3 separate regions of the Mus musculus genome follow, and regions 1 and 3 are each linked to region 2. Evidence: chromatin contacts called from public Hi-C data. All regions are on one chromosome and are shown on one strand. Each heading gives the region's core, a stretch centred on a gene start, on an enhancer-like site or on the middle of the called end of the contact. The rest is flanking DNA. Distances are from core to core; before and after follow the strand shown.

What was found. Hi-C and Micro-C count contacts between places; a contact is called where the count stands out from the background.
Region 1: a contact with region 2 is called in a Hi-C map of embryonic stem cells, with 1.9 times the contacts expected there. The contact joins two enhancer-like sites. A contact is called at or near these places in 1 of 15 datasets of contacts at CTCF or cohesin (large pre-B cells), 34 of 484 Hi-C or Micro-C datasets (B cells, CD8 T cells, bone marrow-derived DN2 thymocytes and 9 more), 11 of 115 datasets of contacts at active chromatin or transcription factors (embryonic stem cells and stem cell-derived neural progenitor cells) and 4 of 9 other capture datasets (adipose tissue, embryonic stem cells, liver and 1 more).
Region 3: a Hi-C map of embryonic stem cells shows a contact between it and region 2, with 2.0 times the contacts expected there. The contact joins two enhancer-like sites. A contact is called at or near these places in 1 of 39 promoter capture datasets (second pharyngeal arch cranial neural crest), 23 of 484 Hi-C or Micro-C datasets (CD8 T cells, the MC38 cell line, the N1E-115 cell line and 12 more) and 5 of 115 datasets of contacts at active chromatin or transcription factors (bone marrow-derived macrophages and embryonic stem cells).

Annotation. Positions count from the first base shown.
Region 1 is chr4:83,255,475-83,260,364 of GRCm38.p6, forward strand. It overlaps Ttc39b (tetratricopeptide repeat domain 39B), which reads right to left. Exons shown (of 20, transcript NM_027238.2): 7 at 571-638. Among named protein-coding and RNA genes, the nearest start is that of Gm42307, 27 kb to the right of the region's middle. Within about 2 kb of position 2,212, at least 26 of the 459 cell types and tissues checked have an H3K27ac peak or open chromatin away from gene starts, as enhancers often do. A contact at or near this core is called in differentiating embryonic stem cells and embryonic stem cells, where this site is marked.
Region 2 is chr4:83,436,042-83,440,842 of GRCm38.p6, forward strand. Snapc3 (small nuclear RNA activating complex, polypeptide 3) reads left to right here. Exons shown (of 9, transcript NM_029949.4): 5 at 283-432. Among named protein-coding and RNA genes, the nearest start is that of Snapc3, 21 kb to the left of the region's middle. Within about 2 kb of position 3,235, at least 65 of the 459 cell types and tissues checked have an H3K27ac peak or open chromatin away from gene starts, as enhancers often do. A contact at or near this core is called in the MC38 cell line, differentiating embryonic stem cells and embryonic stem cells, where this site is marked.
Region 3 is chr4:83,298,809-83,303,841 of GRCm38.p6, forward strand. The region is part of intron 1 of Ttc39b (tetratricopeptide repeat domain 39B); the gene reads right to left. Among named protein-coding and RNA genes, the nearest start is that of Gm23412, 15 kb to the left of the region's middle. Within about 2 kb of position 3,108, at least 76 of the 459 cell types and tissues checked have an H3K27ac peak or open chromatin away from gene starts, as enhancers often do. A contact at or near this core is called in the MC38 cell line and embryonic stem cells, where this site is marked.

The DNA of each region.
Region 1 (4,890 bases), core at 962-3,461, 180 kb before region 2:
ACAGGACACTACCCTGACTCAGTTTTACGGAACCGAATCTAAGCTAACATGGGAAAAATACCACCACTATTACCACCTAAACAAACAAACAAACAAACAAACCTGGAGAAGTAACTTTCAAAATCAAGACTCTGAGACTGTTTTCTGCTGGCTTATCATCTCTACTCCCGCCCTCATCGGGACATAGTCATCATCGGGTCATAATGTAAAACCCATGCTTCTAACAGCATTGGGGCACACACGTGTACGTAAAGCGTGAAATGTAGGGCCTCATAATGACTCCTTAACTTCTAAAAACTGTTCTTTCCAGGTAGTGGCCAGCACTTGGGAGGCAGGGACAAGTGATCTTCACAAGTTCTAGCCCAGCCAGGGCTACACAGTGAGACCCTGTCTGGAAACCAACGTAAGAAAGGGGAAGGAGGGGGCAGGGGGGGGAGGGGACGGAAACAAATATCTTTTATTACCACTCTAAGCTTCAGTGCTAACACAGGCTGAGCAACATTTACCGTGCTCTGTACAGCGCTGGCAGGCTTCCTGCCCAACCCCAGTATTCAGCCAGACGGTTATTACCTGCACAAATGTGAGTGCTGCTTTCTGTAGGAGACACTCGGCGTAACAGATCTCAGCATGCATCTCCTCTATTAAAAACAAATACATTGATATTACTCTATTAAAAACAAATACATTGATATTAAGAAACAGTATTGTTTTAAAACATTCTGAAAATCGTGGAAGATAGATAAGCCCAAGAAAGACGCAAAAGCCGAGATGGCATCCATGCTTCCAGAGAAACAGGATGGCCTGTTCCTGGATAAGCCTGGATCGTGTGAATGGTTAAGGTCATCTTCACCTCCAGCTAACATTACCAGCAGAGAGAGGCTCGAGAAGAGGAGGAAACCGACTGTTTGTCTGAACAGGGTCTCACTTGGAGCCCAAGCAGTACTAGTTGTAGTCCAGACTGTCCTTCAACTCACGGCAATCCTCCTGCCTCAGCCTCTTGGTACTATAGGCATGAATCACCCCTGAACCCATGTGTGCTCACAAAAAGGAATTACCAGAGCCAGGCCAGCCCAGCGACATATGCACCACCCAACATGTCCTGGTGTCCTGGACAGTCTGCTGTATTTGCAGAGATCAGAGAGAGAGAGAATTTTATGTTTCTACATGAACAAAACCATCAGATTCCTATCTCCATGGAGTAGAGGACACCACGGGGCCTCTGCTGTCTGTGGAAATTGGTGTGTTATTTGAGCTTGGAGGGAAGATTCTGCTTCATGCTAGTACAGGGTACTGCTCAGGCCTGCCTTTCCTCTCTGCTGGTCTCCTCATTTATATGGTCCAGTAATAATGCTTCTACTTTGCAACCATGGATTAAATGAGTATTGCCTGTAGCGCTTATCAGACACGCGCGCGCGCACACAATCAGCCTTGATGAATGCTGGCAACTCTGACCATTATTGTTTTTGGCCCGAGTCTGTGCTTCTTGGTTAAGGTTCAGAAGGCGGCACAGGGCCTTTTTAATTCAAGTGCTGACGCAACAGGAGGCAATCTGCGTCACTGGGAACACTGCTGGCCAAACTAGATAAAATAGAGGTTTTCCTTCATTTACACACACATGGCCCACGGGCTCTCTCATACTGACTCAACTTAAATGTTCAATTTGTGAAAAGTACTATGCAGCTAAGTTCCTCAGAAACAGGCAGGGAGATGGGGTAGAAGACACCACCAGGACACGGTGTTGTCTGTGTGCATCCTGGCACTGCCACCAGTCACGATCCAGTCTCCAGGACGCCTTCCCTCAGAGTATGCCTCTGGGTTTTCAGGACCTTCACAGGAATGCCAACTAGCAGATGATTTTCACCACCTGACTAGCCGAGTCCTAGGTTATGCCCTTCCCTCGCCCAGCCTTTTGAGCAGGCTAAACAGATCTTGAGTGTGTGCCACAGTGGGCTTTCTGACCTAGGTGGAGTCGTCCTCCTTGCTGCACCTGCAACTTCCTACAGGAATTCAGAGGAATAGACTGCCCGCTGAGCTTACTTTGCAACATAATCCAGCTGAAACAAAAGATGGGTTTGGTGCTGCAGAATTAAACTTTGAGCCAAGCTCTGAACCTTTGACTTGGCTTCGCCCTTCTCTCATACCCGTCCTTTCATTTCCAGCCCCGCTTTCAGGTAAACCCAGTTCACCCATGGCCGCTGGACAGCTACACTGGGTAACTGCTACAAAGTGACAACCGCCTGGGGTTATCAATGCCAATGCCACCTTGAGAACAGATGACTGGCCTGGGGCAGGAGAGGGGAAGGGAAAGGTCAGCACTGGTTGAGGACCAGAAGATAGAAGGCAAGAAAGTGCAGGCGCCCTCCCAAAGGGGCAATGGGGAGCCTCTGGCTATAGCATGAGGTTCCTGAGGGGAGGGGAGGAGAAGGCAGCAGGCTGGCACAGGGGCAGTGCCGAAGGCTACAGTTGGCGGTGGGCTAAACAGCAGGTCCTCATCAAGGCCTGAGCAGAAGGGCGACTAAACCAAAGACAGACAGACTTTGGTATCCAATAATACAAAGGATATGAGACAAAGCAGGGAGAGTCTGGACTCTGTAATTCCCGTGTAAGTATTCTCCCTACCGACTCTCTTCCCACATTCCAAGCTCTGCACCTCACTTAAGCATCGCACTCTCTGAAATGAGCTGTTCAGCACCAGCCACCAGTCATGGGAGGAGAGGAGCAAGAGTGTTCCACACCAGGTCCATGAAAACCGCCATGGAGATACTCATTCCTGAACACAGAGAGAAACTGGACCATGCAAACAAAAATTACCAACAGGAAAACAAATCCTATACTAAAGCGACAGTGTGCTGCCGTGCCCTGTTGTTCTGGTTTGGTTTTTGCCAACCTATCATAAATTAGTTATCTAGAGAGAAGAAACTCAATGGGAGAAACTAACCTCCATCAGGCTGCCTATAGGCCAGTCTGCGGAGCATTTTCTTGATGGATGATTGGCCCAGCAGGTGGTCCTGGGTGGTTTTAGTTCCTGCCTCAGCTTCCCCTGATAAGGGACTGTAATGCATCCTCCCCATCTTGATTTTGGTCAGGGTGTTTGTCACACCAATTGAAAGCAAACTAAAACACCCTTCAAACTTAAAAGTCTGTTTAGGATGCCCTCAGAAGCAAAAACACTGGAAATAAGATGGAACTTCATGTATTTCGCTTTATTCCTTCACTGTGACTGATTTACACTGAGTAATTTCTTCACCAACATACACCTTAATTGTAAATTCCTTAGTCCATGAAAAAATTCATGGTGCACTCAAAAAGCTAGCTAAACATCCTTTTTGTACTAATCTAAAGATATTTATAGTTCAGAATAAGCTACAGACATGGGCCAGTTAATTTTTCAATATTTAGTGGAAAGTCCAGATTTCCTAACTTGCTCTGTTTAAAGGCAACAAGGGGAAACCAGAGCACAGCATCGCTGACTTTCCACACGTGATCCATCAGCCATGTAAGGTGTTTCCCAGCCCTCCACGGGAGAACATGGGGACAGCGGAAGAGCAGTGGTTTAGGAAAAGCAGACCAGTTCCCATGCTGCTCTGACAGCTGGATCACCTTGGCCTTTCTCTCTGTGGACATCAGTTAAACACAAAAGGGGGAGAGGGGGATAATGCTAAGGAATGCACCAAGAGGGTGCCTGGCACACAGAGAACACTTCAAAAAAAAATAGAGCATTAACATGTTTTAGAATTATTTATTCTCACACCAAAAATACCATGTCATTCCTCTTAAAACTAAGGTTTAAAACTCTCCAGTGTCACCTTCACACCACAAAGAAAAAGGGAAGCAGTCACCAATGGACCAGGGAAGGAGTCACATGGGGTTCCCAGGAAGGAAAAGGCAATGCAAGTCATACTGGGGCCAGTTCAGTCTCATGGATTGTCTCGGAAACACTTTAGGCCTCCCAGTACCAGCTCTTGTTCTTAGGGATGCTCGGAGATCAGTTTCTGATGAAAAAGAAGATAGGTTTCAACTGCTGACAGTAACCAACAAAATACCATCAGTTTCTGCCATGGTTGAGTCAATACTCTTTTCTAGTAAGTCCTAAACACAAGGGACGTGTCACAGTCCTGTCCTGTGATCAACACTGAGAGCTCACATCACTAACTTCTCCAATGGCCCAAACAAGCTGACAACACTCCTACAGGACAAACGGAGCCCCATGGTAAATCTCTCTCCAGGTGTGTGCAGTGTCCACTTGACATTAGGTCTGTCCTGCCTTGACAGCCATCCCCAGAGCTGTGCTCGCTTCCCCAAACCGCAGCTGCTCCAGGGTTTGCACTAATCATCTCTTCCAAAACACAGGCTTGAAAGTGACACTAGAGTCCCTGGATGCCCCCTGGTGATGACGCACCCTTCTGTTGAGGGCTGATTAGGGCTACTTCTCCCCTCATCTTAGAGGGAATAGGGAACAATGGGTGATGATGTTCCTCCCAGCTATCTGGCTGAGTGCTTTCCTGGACTCCTGATTATTCTTAAAGCCCACAAGCCAAACATCTTCATCAGCTATGTAGACGAGCACTGTCACTTCAAGGTATAAACTTTATCCAGATACACCTTTAATCTCAGCACTTGGGAGACAGAGACAGGTGGATCTCTGTGAGTTCAAGGTCAGCCTGGTCTACAGAGTGAATTCAGACCAGGGTGGAACCCATAGGAAGACCCTGTCTGAAAAACAAAACAGTACTTTCACCTTGGAAAAACATTAATAGTCTGTAGAAAATGAAACCCTCCAACGATAGTTGAATATAGTTTGAGGGGGGAAAATGCCAATACCTATCAATATTGTAAAATTATAAACCCTTGGTTCCAGTTATTCTACTTTTAGAAAACTGTCTCATGAAG
Region 2 (4,801 bases), core at 1,985-4,484:
TACATACTAGGCAGTGCTGTACTACGGAACCCTGACTCCAACCCTAAAGGATAGGTCAAATTAAGAAAATTATGCTAGGCAACCATGCCTTTAATCTCATCACTTGGGAGGCAGAGGCAGGCAGATCTCTTGAGTTTGAGGCCAGTTGGGTCTACAGAGTGAGTTCCAGGATGAAAAGAATAGAAAAAGAAAATTAGTAACTTCTTTTAACATGTCTTGGTAGGATTTATGGTTAACTGGTTTTCTAAAATGGGCACTGTTAACTTTACTGTTTAACTTTAGCACAAAGAACACAAACCATACCAGACCATGTTGGTACTGGGCAGTCAGAAGCTCACAGAACTGAGAGATTCAATTTGCTGTGTCAGTGACCTCCAGATCGGTGGAGAATTCAGCAACGCGCCAGACCAAGCCCCTGAGCACATCAGCAAAGTAAGATGACCTTCCCTTTCCCCCTTAAAAAGAAGGAATAGCAGCAAAGGAACCCGTAGTGATTGCTCCAGCAGGGTCCTAAGTGTTGAATGCGTGTTCTCATTGTCCTTGTTGTGCACTGAGGTCTCGTCTCTCCGTCTGCTGTCCATAGAGCCTTTCAGAGGCAGCATTGTGTACATATTCTCACTTCTCACCATTACAACTGTTCTATGACACTGTCCTCTGACCGCTCTTTCCCCTTGTCTAACAGTCACAGTGAAGTAGCACTGCAGCTTCCTTATTCATTCATTTGTTGGTCCTAGGGATTAAACCACGTAAGCATTAGAACTGAGTTATAGGCTCAGCCTTATTGTTGCTTTGGCGTTGTTCTTCATTCTTTCCTGTTTAAAATGCTGAGATTTTCACTCCACCTTTACTACCTCCAGGAAAAGTTTGAAGTTGGCCAAGAGTCATTTGCACCTGTTAGTCACTGCTTGAAGGGCTGAAAAGTACACGGGCTGGTGTCGGATGATGGCAGAGTTGACCTTTCCCATAACATAACCACAAACATGTAGTGTAATCTCTTCATGAGCTTGTTTCCCAGCAGGGGCACGACTTGTGAGACAAAAATGCCTCAGCACCTCTTGAAGAGGAGCAGGCTGCCCAGCCCCTCAGAAGTGAGGGTTTACCAACCTAAGCAAACGCAACAGCCTGATATTGCTGAATCACAAGACACAGAATTGATCTGGTTCTTTCTCGTGGTGCAGCCCTGGCAGAGGACCCTGGGTTTCCTTGCCCACTAAGGAGAGGGCATCTCTGCAGGCCCATGAAAGGACAGCTGAAACAAGTAGGATGCAGATAGAACTTGGAAAAGGATCAAAAGTCAGGCTCCTGTCTCCATCAGCTATGCACAGTTTTAGTTCTTTGATTTTGAGTCCCGTTAACTGACACTCATTAGGCTTTACACAGTGAATGTGTGTCTTCTCCCTGCTCCTGTTTTGAGCATTTCAGTGTGTTAAGAAGCATATCACCATGCATGGGGGTGGCAGCCGAATCATGGTCACATTTACAGACTTGGTTGCAGGCTTTTCATGTGTATAATGTCCTGGTGCTGTTTGTGTCTCTGTCTTACAGACCCACCATGTTCAGTGACTGACATGGAGATGAGCATCATGGCTCATGAAGAGATTACACTAGATGTTTGTGGTTATGTTGAAAATGGTTTTAAGATCCTTAAACTCTACTGAACTTCTGAGTCAGTGCTTGTGGAGGTAACTGCAATGATAAAGAGAAACAAATGGAATTTTAAGGAAATAGGTTTCTCTCTCTTTTTTTTTTTTCCAAGGGAGAAAGCATCAATCTTTTGAAAGCTTTCTCTCTTTTTTTTTTTCTTTCTTTGTTTTTTTTTTTTTTTTTTTCGAGACAGGGTTTCTCTGTGTAGCCCTGGCTGTCCTGGAGCTCACTTTGTAGACCAGGCTGGCCTCGAACTCAGAAATCCACCTGCCTCTGCCTCCCGAGTGCTGGGATTAAAAGGCGTGCGCCACCATGCCCGGCTTGAAAGCTTTCTTAACCCTACCAAAAAAGAAGGTGTAACTATAAATAGATTAATGTGAGCTGGGTATGGTGGTGTATGTCTTTAATCCCAGCACTCAGGAGGTGGAGGCAAGCAGATCTCTGATTTCAAGACCAGACTGATCTGTAAAAGTATTTTTCCCCCCTGATGTAATTGTCATCTCAGAGGCTTACTGCATCCATCTGCTAACCTAGGCCTGGTCCTGGAAGCTTCTAGCCTCTGTACAATCATAATCTAGGCCTAGAATGTTTCCAGCCTCAGAGACTTTCTGCTGAATCAGCTCACCCTTTCTAGTTCTCTCTGAACTCCTGCTGGCTGATTCAACTCAGCTGTCCTGGCTCAGACTCTTCTCCAGGCTCACTGATTCAGTCTGGCTTCTCTCTCTGCATCTGCTGAATGGCTCTGCCTGGCCTCATAGCAAATCTTCTGTCTCCTTGTCATTCTATGGCTCTTTCTGCCTTCACCTCTGTCTAGCTTGTTCTCTTCAACCTGTCTCTCTCTGTAAGACTCTTCCAGTAAAACTGCCTTTTTCATTTTCTGCATTGTCCCTTAAGTAGCTTTCTTTTCCTCTCTCCTGGTGGGGGGCTGTCATATCCTAGTCCGTCAAATCTTTCTCTGATTCATCACGTCTGTCACTCACTTTTAAACATGGGTGGCTTACCTTCATTGATTGGGATTAAAGATGTGTGCTAAGAGCTGAGGTACCACAACCAGCAATTCCCAGGAAATAACAGTCTCGGGTTCACAGTGTAATCAAATATTCTCTAACACTTGTCTACATAGCAAATTCCAGGATAGCTAGAGATACAGAGCTCTTTTCTTTCAAAAAGAAAAGATTACCATGAAGAATCCCTTTTTATAGTAACCTATCAGCATTGGTAAGAGCAGATATGTAGTTCATTCCAGCAACAAGTGCTTGTAACCACTAACCCATCTCTCTAGCCCCTACTGTCTTAATATTTACACATCTGTGGCTACATTCTTTGTTTGTCTACTAAAATAATACTCTGATCATTGAGCACATGTCATGTGCCTAGTGTATGCTGGCCTTAAAAGAATTGTCACCATTTTTATAAGAAAAGAGCATAGTCATCCTGAGCTGCTCAAGCTCAGCCATCAGTGGTGGGGGCTAGAGTCGGGTTCTCGTTTCTCCTTCTGAGCCCACAGCTTCTCTGCCCTGCCCTGCCCTGCCCTGCCCTGCCCTGCCCTGCCCTGCCCTGCCGCCCGCTGTGAATGACTGCTGAAGCACGGTGTGATTCACTCACTCACCAGCAGCTTCTAGCACAGGGCCTGGTGGGAGATGAATGTATCAGTTCAGAAATCTGTTTTCCTTTTTGTTCTTCAGCAATGGCTTAGAAATGTGTGTTTATGATGTTAAAAGCATTTAGAAGGACAGATTCCTATGAATGAAGTATTGACTGAATTTAACATCTTTCTGCTGTTGTTACTGGGGTTTTTGGTTTTTGTTTTTTTCAAGACAGGTTTTCTCTGTGTAATAGTCCTGGATGCCCTGGACTTGGTTTGTAGACCAGCTGGCCTTCAACTCAGAGATCCACCTGCCTTTGTCTCCTAAATGTTGGGATTAAATGTGTATACCCGGCTGAGGCTAACATCTTTATGAGCCTTAGAAAGACTATTTCATTGACATTTTTATTTTACAGTATTGTTGGCTGTGGGGGTTATTTTTTCTCATTTGTAAGGTTTCTGTTGGAAAATTTTCAAATATGTAATCAATATAGAGAATAGTATAATGAGCCTCTGTTCAATACTTCGTAGCTTTTTCCAGAAGTGTTTTTTGTGTTAAGCACCATTGTACCTCAAAGAAAAGTGAAAATAAGACCCCGTGTTCTATGTTTTTGTTGGTTTCCTGGCATGTATTCCACTAGCTGTTGTAGACTGGTTTGACAGTGAGTTGCAGCTCTTAGAGTGAGCTAGATGGCTGTTGTTGATGTGCCAGGACTTGGATAACTCTAATGCATTTAATTAAGTCTCTCTAGCTTTGAAGTAGAGGAGGATTTGCCAGTGTTTGTTTTTTTAATAATTGCCTTGAGAATGGAACTGTATTTTTAAAACAAACATGTAAACAGTACAAGTACTTTCTGAATAAGTATCAAATACACTGTCTTCCAGTGTAGCCCATGCTGCTTGGAATTTGTGATTCTCCTGCCTCAGCTTCAGAAGTGCTGGCATTGCATGTGGGTTACTAAACCTGCCCATCTGTTACTTCTTTGTACAGTGAGGAGAGGTTATTATTGGTGAAAACTACTTTTGTTCTAGAGTTTTCTTTGTAAATAAGCAATTATGTGAGAAGACATTAAGGTGTTCAAGTCACTTCTAGTGGAGGTTTATACAAGTGTTGTATGATCAACAAAATTGTATGTATATCAAACTTTGTTTCCAAAATGAGGCATTAGTTATGGTTAGGGCATGCATGCATGTATCTATCTATCCATCCATCCATCCATCTTAAAACAGAGAGTCTACAAGCCTGTGTAACCCAGGCTTGCCCAGAACTATGTAGCAGAAACTGACACCAAACTCACAGCAGTCTTCTTGCCTTAGCCTTCTTAACATTGGGATTATTCTTATGCATTGCTATGCCTAGCTCTAGATCATTTACCTTTTCAATGTTTTCTTTTTCTTTTTTTGTTTTTGTTTGTTTGGTTTTGTTTTGTTTTTCGAGACAGGGTTTCTCTGTATAGCCCTGGCTGTCCTGGAACTCACTTTGTAGACCAGGCTGGCCTCGAACTCAGAAATCCACCCGCCTCTGCCTCCCGAGTGCTGGGATTAAAGGCGTGAGCCACCACGCCCGGCTTT
Region 3 (5,033 bases), core at 1,858-4,357, 140 kb before region 2:
TTCTGGTGTGTCTGAAGACAGTGATGGTGTACTCACATACATAAAATAATAAATAAATCTTTAAAAAAAAAAGAAAAAGAAAAGAAAACTAGCCAGAATATTCATATTCTCTCTCTCCTTCCCTCCCTCCTTCCTCTCCCCCTCCCTATCTCACATGCACAACACACTCCACACTCAGACACATACAGACCACACACATGTGCTCTCTTTCTTCCATCGAGCCATCCACCCTCTTTTCCCTTTCAGTAGACGCACACACCCCTGCCCTACTCTAGCTCCTTTGCCCTGGCCCAGCTCCTTGCCGCAGTCATGAAAGTCCTGTCCACCTGCCTCGAAGCACACCTCCAGCCTGCCCCTCACCCATTCCTCTTCAGCCACAGAGCTTTCTTTTCTGCTCCTCTAACACGCCATGCTCATGTGTGTCTCCCAGCAGTGTGGCCCTCTCCGGCCCAGGCTGATCCCCACCACTTGGTTTTACCACCGAATGTCATTTCCTCAAGGTTAGGACTTTGATCACACTAATTAAAGTCACCAAGAATAGCAACTTATAATTTCTCATCAACTGACTTATTTCGTCCACAATACTTATAATCTATAATCATCTTCCTTGTTTACCTAGCAAATAACTAATTATAAGAAGGAGAAAATATCACAGTTGCAGTCCTTGGGATTTAAAATACCATGTGAGGGGCTGGTGAGATGGCTCAGTGGGTAAGAGCACCCGACTGTTCTTACGAAGGTCCAGAGTTCAAATCCCAGCAACCACATGGTGGCTCACAACCATCTGTAATGAGACCTGAGACCCTCTTCTGGAGTGTCTGAAGACAGCTACAGTGTACTTACATATAATAAATAAATAAATCTTTTAAAAAAATAAAAAATAAAAATAAAATACCATGTGAAAGCAGGAAACGCACTGCCTTGCATTAAGGTCAGAAACACCAGGGACTGGCAGCTGGTAACTGGTGGGGTAGGACCCCGACTGAGCTTACCACACAAGCCTCACAACTTGGGTTCAATCCCCAGAACCCACAAAAGACAGGAGAGAAAAAAAACTCTGAAGTTGTTCTCTGGCACCCTGCCCTGACACACACCCCGGCACTGGCTGGACTCATACACAGCAACACAGTGACAACGGCAATGGAGGTATGAGGCAAGTGGACGCCTACGAAGAGAAGACCACTCCTCCTGGTAACCCATGCCTATATTTCCTTTTGTTCTGCTTTCATTCGCTTTAATCAGCTCTGTTCTGTGACTTTTGCTGAAAAGAATGGGACCTGAGTTGTACCTCTAGCCTGGGTGGCAGCATACCACCCAGGTAGTATAAGGTCACAAAGAAATACTATTTCTCCTTCCCTTGAAGGCCTAACCCATGTGGGTCTATCCATCACTTGGCAATCTGTCCAATACTCCTAAAAGATATTAAAAGATGACTGTGGAGTCGGAGAGATGCTCAGCTGTCAGGAGCATCCTTCGGTGCCACTCCTGCCGAGGACCTGAGTTCTGTTCTCAGCATCAGCATCAGGGAGCTCACAACCACCTGTAACTCCGGCTCCAACTGTTCCAACACCCTCTTAGAGCCTCTGTGGGCACCATGGACCCAGAGAGATACATAAATAAAAATAAGCCTTTTAAAAAAAAGCTTTTTTTAATGGGAGTAACAGCTGTCCTCTCAGTGAGGTGTGTACTTTCAGAGCAAGTAGCATGTCTCTAGGTGGCTACAACAGCCGTCCACTGCTCACTAAGCCTGCCTGAGGCTCCAAGTTCTATCTCACAACCATAGCTTCTTCCTTCCGTCTCCTTTCCAGATACCAGCCAAAGATCCTAAATCAGCTTGACTGATGCTCTAGGCATCCCACTCTCTGAACACACACAGCAACTCTATTCTTCCATTAATGCCTGCCAGCTTCCCAGCTTCTCTGGCCTTAATTCAAACGGCTTGACTTTCTTCTTACCCACCTACTCCCGACTGGCAGCCTGCCTGCCCTGTTTTTTGCTGTTTGTTTTTGTTTGTTTGTTTTCCCTCTCAAACTTCAACAAAACTGTTCTCTGCTTTTCTTCTGAGTCATCTTAAATTCTATTATCTAATGTAAGAACATTATTATATAATCGAGTTTTAGGTCAGTCAGACCTACATCGCAAAATTCTGTCTCAGAAAATAAATAAAAGAAAAAGAAAATCAAAGCAAGTCCTATGTGAACCTAAACTGAACCACGGGGCTCTTCGTCAGAAGCTATAAAAGCTAATTCTGCAGAGACCACCTCCAGATCCCCACCGGTAACTACTGCTAGGTCTGGCAGTTAACAAAACACAACCGGGGGGGAGTGGGTGGGTAGGGGAGTGGGGGTGGGTGGGTAAGGGGGACTTTTGGTATAGCATTGGAAATGTAAATGAGCTAAATACCTAATAAAAAATGGAAAAAAAAATACAAAAAAAAAAAAAAAAAAAAAAAACAAAACAAAACACAACCTTCTCCAGGTCTCAAGGGCTACAAACGTCTCAATTAGAGCAGACTAACAGGAAGAAAACGAAGAAAAAGGCGCAGCACAGTTGATCTCTAACCAAGGTCTTTAAATCCAACTTTCATTTGTGTGTGTGTGTGGGGGGGTGATCTTTCGGTTAATAAAATGGGCTTCAGACAATTTTAAATTCACATGTGTTGGCAGACATTTCTAATCCTAGCACTCAAGAGACTGAGGTAGGAAGACTGAAGATTCAAGGCCTAAATGGGCTGCAAAGACCTACCTCAAAACACCAAAACGCTCTTTAAAACAGAGTTCTAATCGTGTAACAGTAACATCACTAACTGAAGACAGAGGCTGCCTTGGCTATTTTTAACTGAATATAATTTCACACATTCTTCAAAGGTGACCTTACTGCTTTGTTCTCTAGTTACCCTCCGGAAAGTGCTCTCTTGTTACCTATGGAAGTTCTGTGGAATTGGCTTGGTTTGAATTTTAGACAAGGTTTCACCCTGGCTGACCTAAAATTTTACTGTGCAGACCAGGCTAGCTTCAAACTCAGAAATTAAAAGCCACTATGTCTGGCTTCTTTGTTTGTTTCCTTCAGACAACCTTTCACTGCATTGTCTAGGCAGATCTGGAACCCTGGAGCTCAAAGGACCTGCCCACCAGGCCCATCCCTTCACTCTCCTAAGTGCTGTGACTACAAGCATTGGGCGAAAGCCTTTTGAGGCTTAAAGCTTCATTTTTACAAATAACATACAGTTTTTTAAACCCACAGATATGAAAGCCTGGGATTGTAGGTTAAGTCATCCCTGTGGGAATGATTCAATTGAGCACTTCCGTGAATTGGAGGAACCATGGACAGACGTGGTGGCGTATGCATTTAATCCCAGCACTCAGGAGGCAGAGGCAGTTGGATCTCTAAGTCCCAAGCCAACCTGGTCTACATAGCGAGAACAGACAGCCAGGGCTCTGCAGAGAGACCCTGTCTCAATCAAATGAGTTCATTTTTCCTAAGCTTCATTCTGATGAGCTGCATTCTATTCAGATGATTCAGTCACTGAAGCAGCCTAGACATGACTCACTCACAATATCGTGAAGATCTTCATTTTTTAAAACGAAGTCAAAGGACAAAAAATGCCTTTCCCTCTCACACGTGAGAAACCGTGCTGCCTGTCCACGGCACGGAGCTGGCACTTGATGAGCGTACAGAGCGGCCCTTTGGACGGTGGCTTGGAGGTCCTAATGACCCTGGAGGAAGGTGTGTGTCAAGTGCGGTGCCACCACACCGAGGTCCATCACTTCAGGATAGAAAGGTCCACACAGTCTTAGCCCCTCCTTTTCCCTTTTCCTTCGCTGTAGCAAACCCTTTCCACCCATCCCAGTGTTAGCATTTGTAACCTGGGAACATTGGTGGACAGTTACAATACCTACAGAGAGCCGAGGGCACTGGGTGCCTACTGGGGTAATCACAACGTGATGGCATGAGCCCCACCCACCCAACCTCCCAGCCTCCTACAGGGCTCTGTGGAAAATTTATGGGTCACATGCTCTAACACCCATGGGGGCAGGTTTGTCTCTGAGCACTATAAGTAATTATGCATTAATGACTTACTTCTTTTGTCAGTAGAGCATGGAGAAAATACAAGTTAGCTTGGGAGATAGGCCTGTCTCGGTGTGAACCCTGACCTGAAGCAAGTCTAGCCCTTTAATCCTCCATTTCCTGTTGCTATGCCGGGAATCTCATCCCATTCCCAGAAGTCCTGTGAGGATTTTGGCGACGCAGTGCATAGAGAACAGGCCTGACTCAGAACAGGCTCCACCAATACAGGGACATGGGATATTCATCCTCAGAAATGAGATGAGTCAGCTGACTCCTGAAGACAGAGCTAGAACCCCTCATCCTACCCAAGACTCTGAGCCTCTCCTGGAACAGAGAAGAAAAAAAAAAATCCACAGTTGACTTCAGCATGGAAAGCCTAACTCCTGAGCACAGAGTCACAGGACCTCAGGCCGCCAGTGAGCAGTGTGACCTTGACTGACACATGCAATCTTTTTAGGATCCAGCCTCCTCAAGAGTAAAGCAGAGAGGCTGGCACACGGTCAAAGTCATAAACTCTTTGAATTACATCAAATTTAAAAAATTAAAAATTAAAAAAATAAAAAGAGCCTCCTTGAACATGCAATCAAATCTCCAGGCTTCTGGGAGTGTGTGGGCTTCAGTGGCACCAACCTGAGCCTGCATAGCGGCTGTTGTGTCTACCAAGAAAGGGAGCTGTTCACAGAAAGATTCTTCGGAATTTCCTGCAAGCACGGGGAAGGGAAGAGATTATAAACCAACCACCAGGTGTCGCTCTCAAGAAAAGCTTAACCTCAAGCCGTTAGCTCCCATTACCCACAGATCAGTGTTTTTAAAAGTGAAAGCTAACCGTATGAGGAGAAGCTGTAGCATAAGGGAGAAGTTCTAAGACCTTTAAAATAAAAAATAAACTAATCACCCACAATCAAAATTACTACAAAACAAATACTCTAGGTTGCCAAACAGCACATAGCGTGACTCCACAGAGC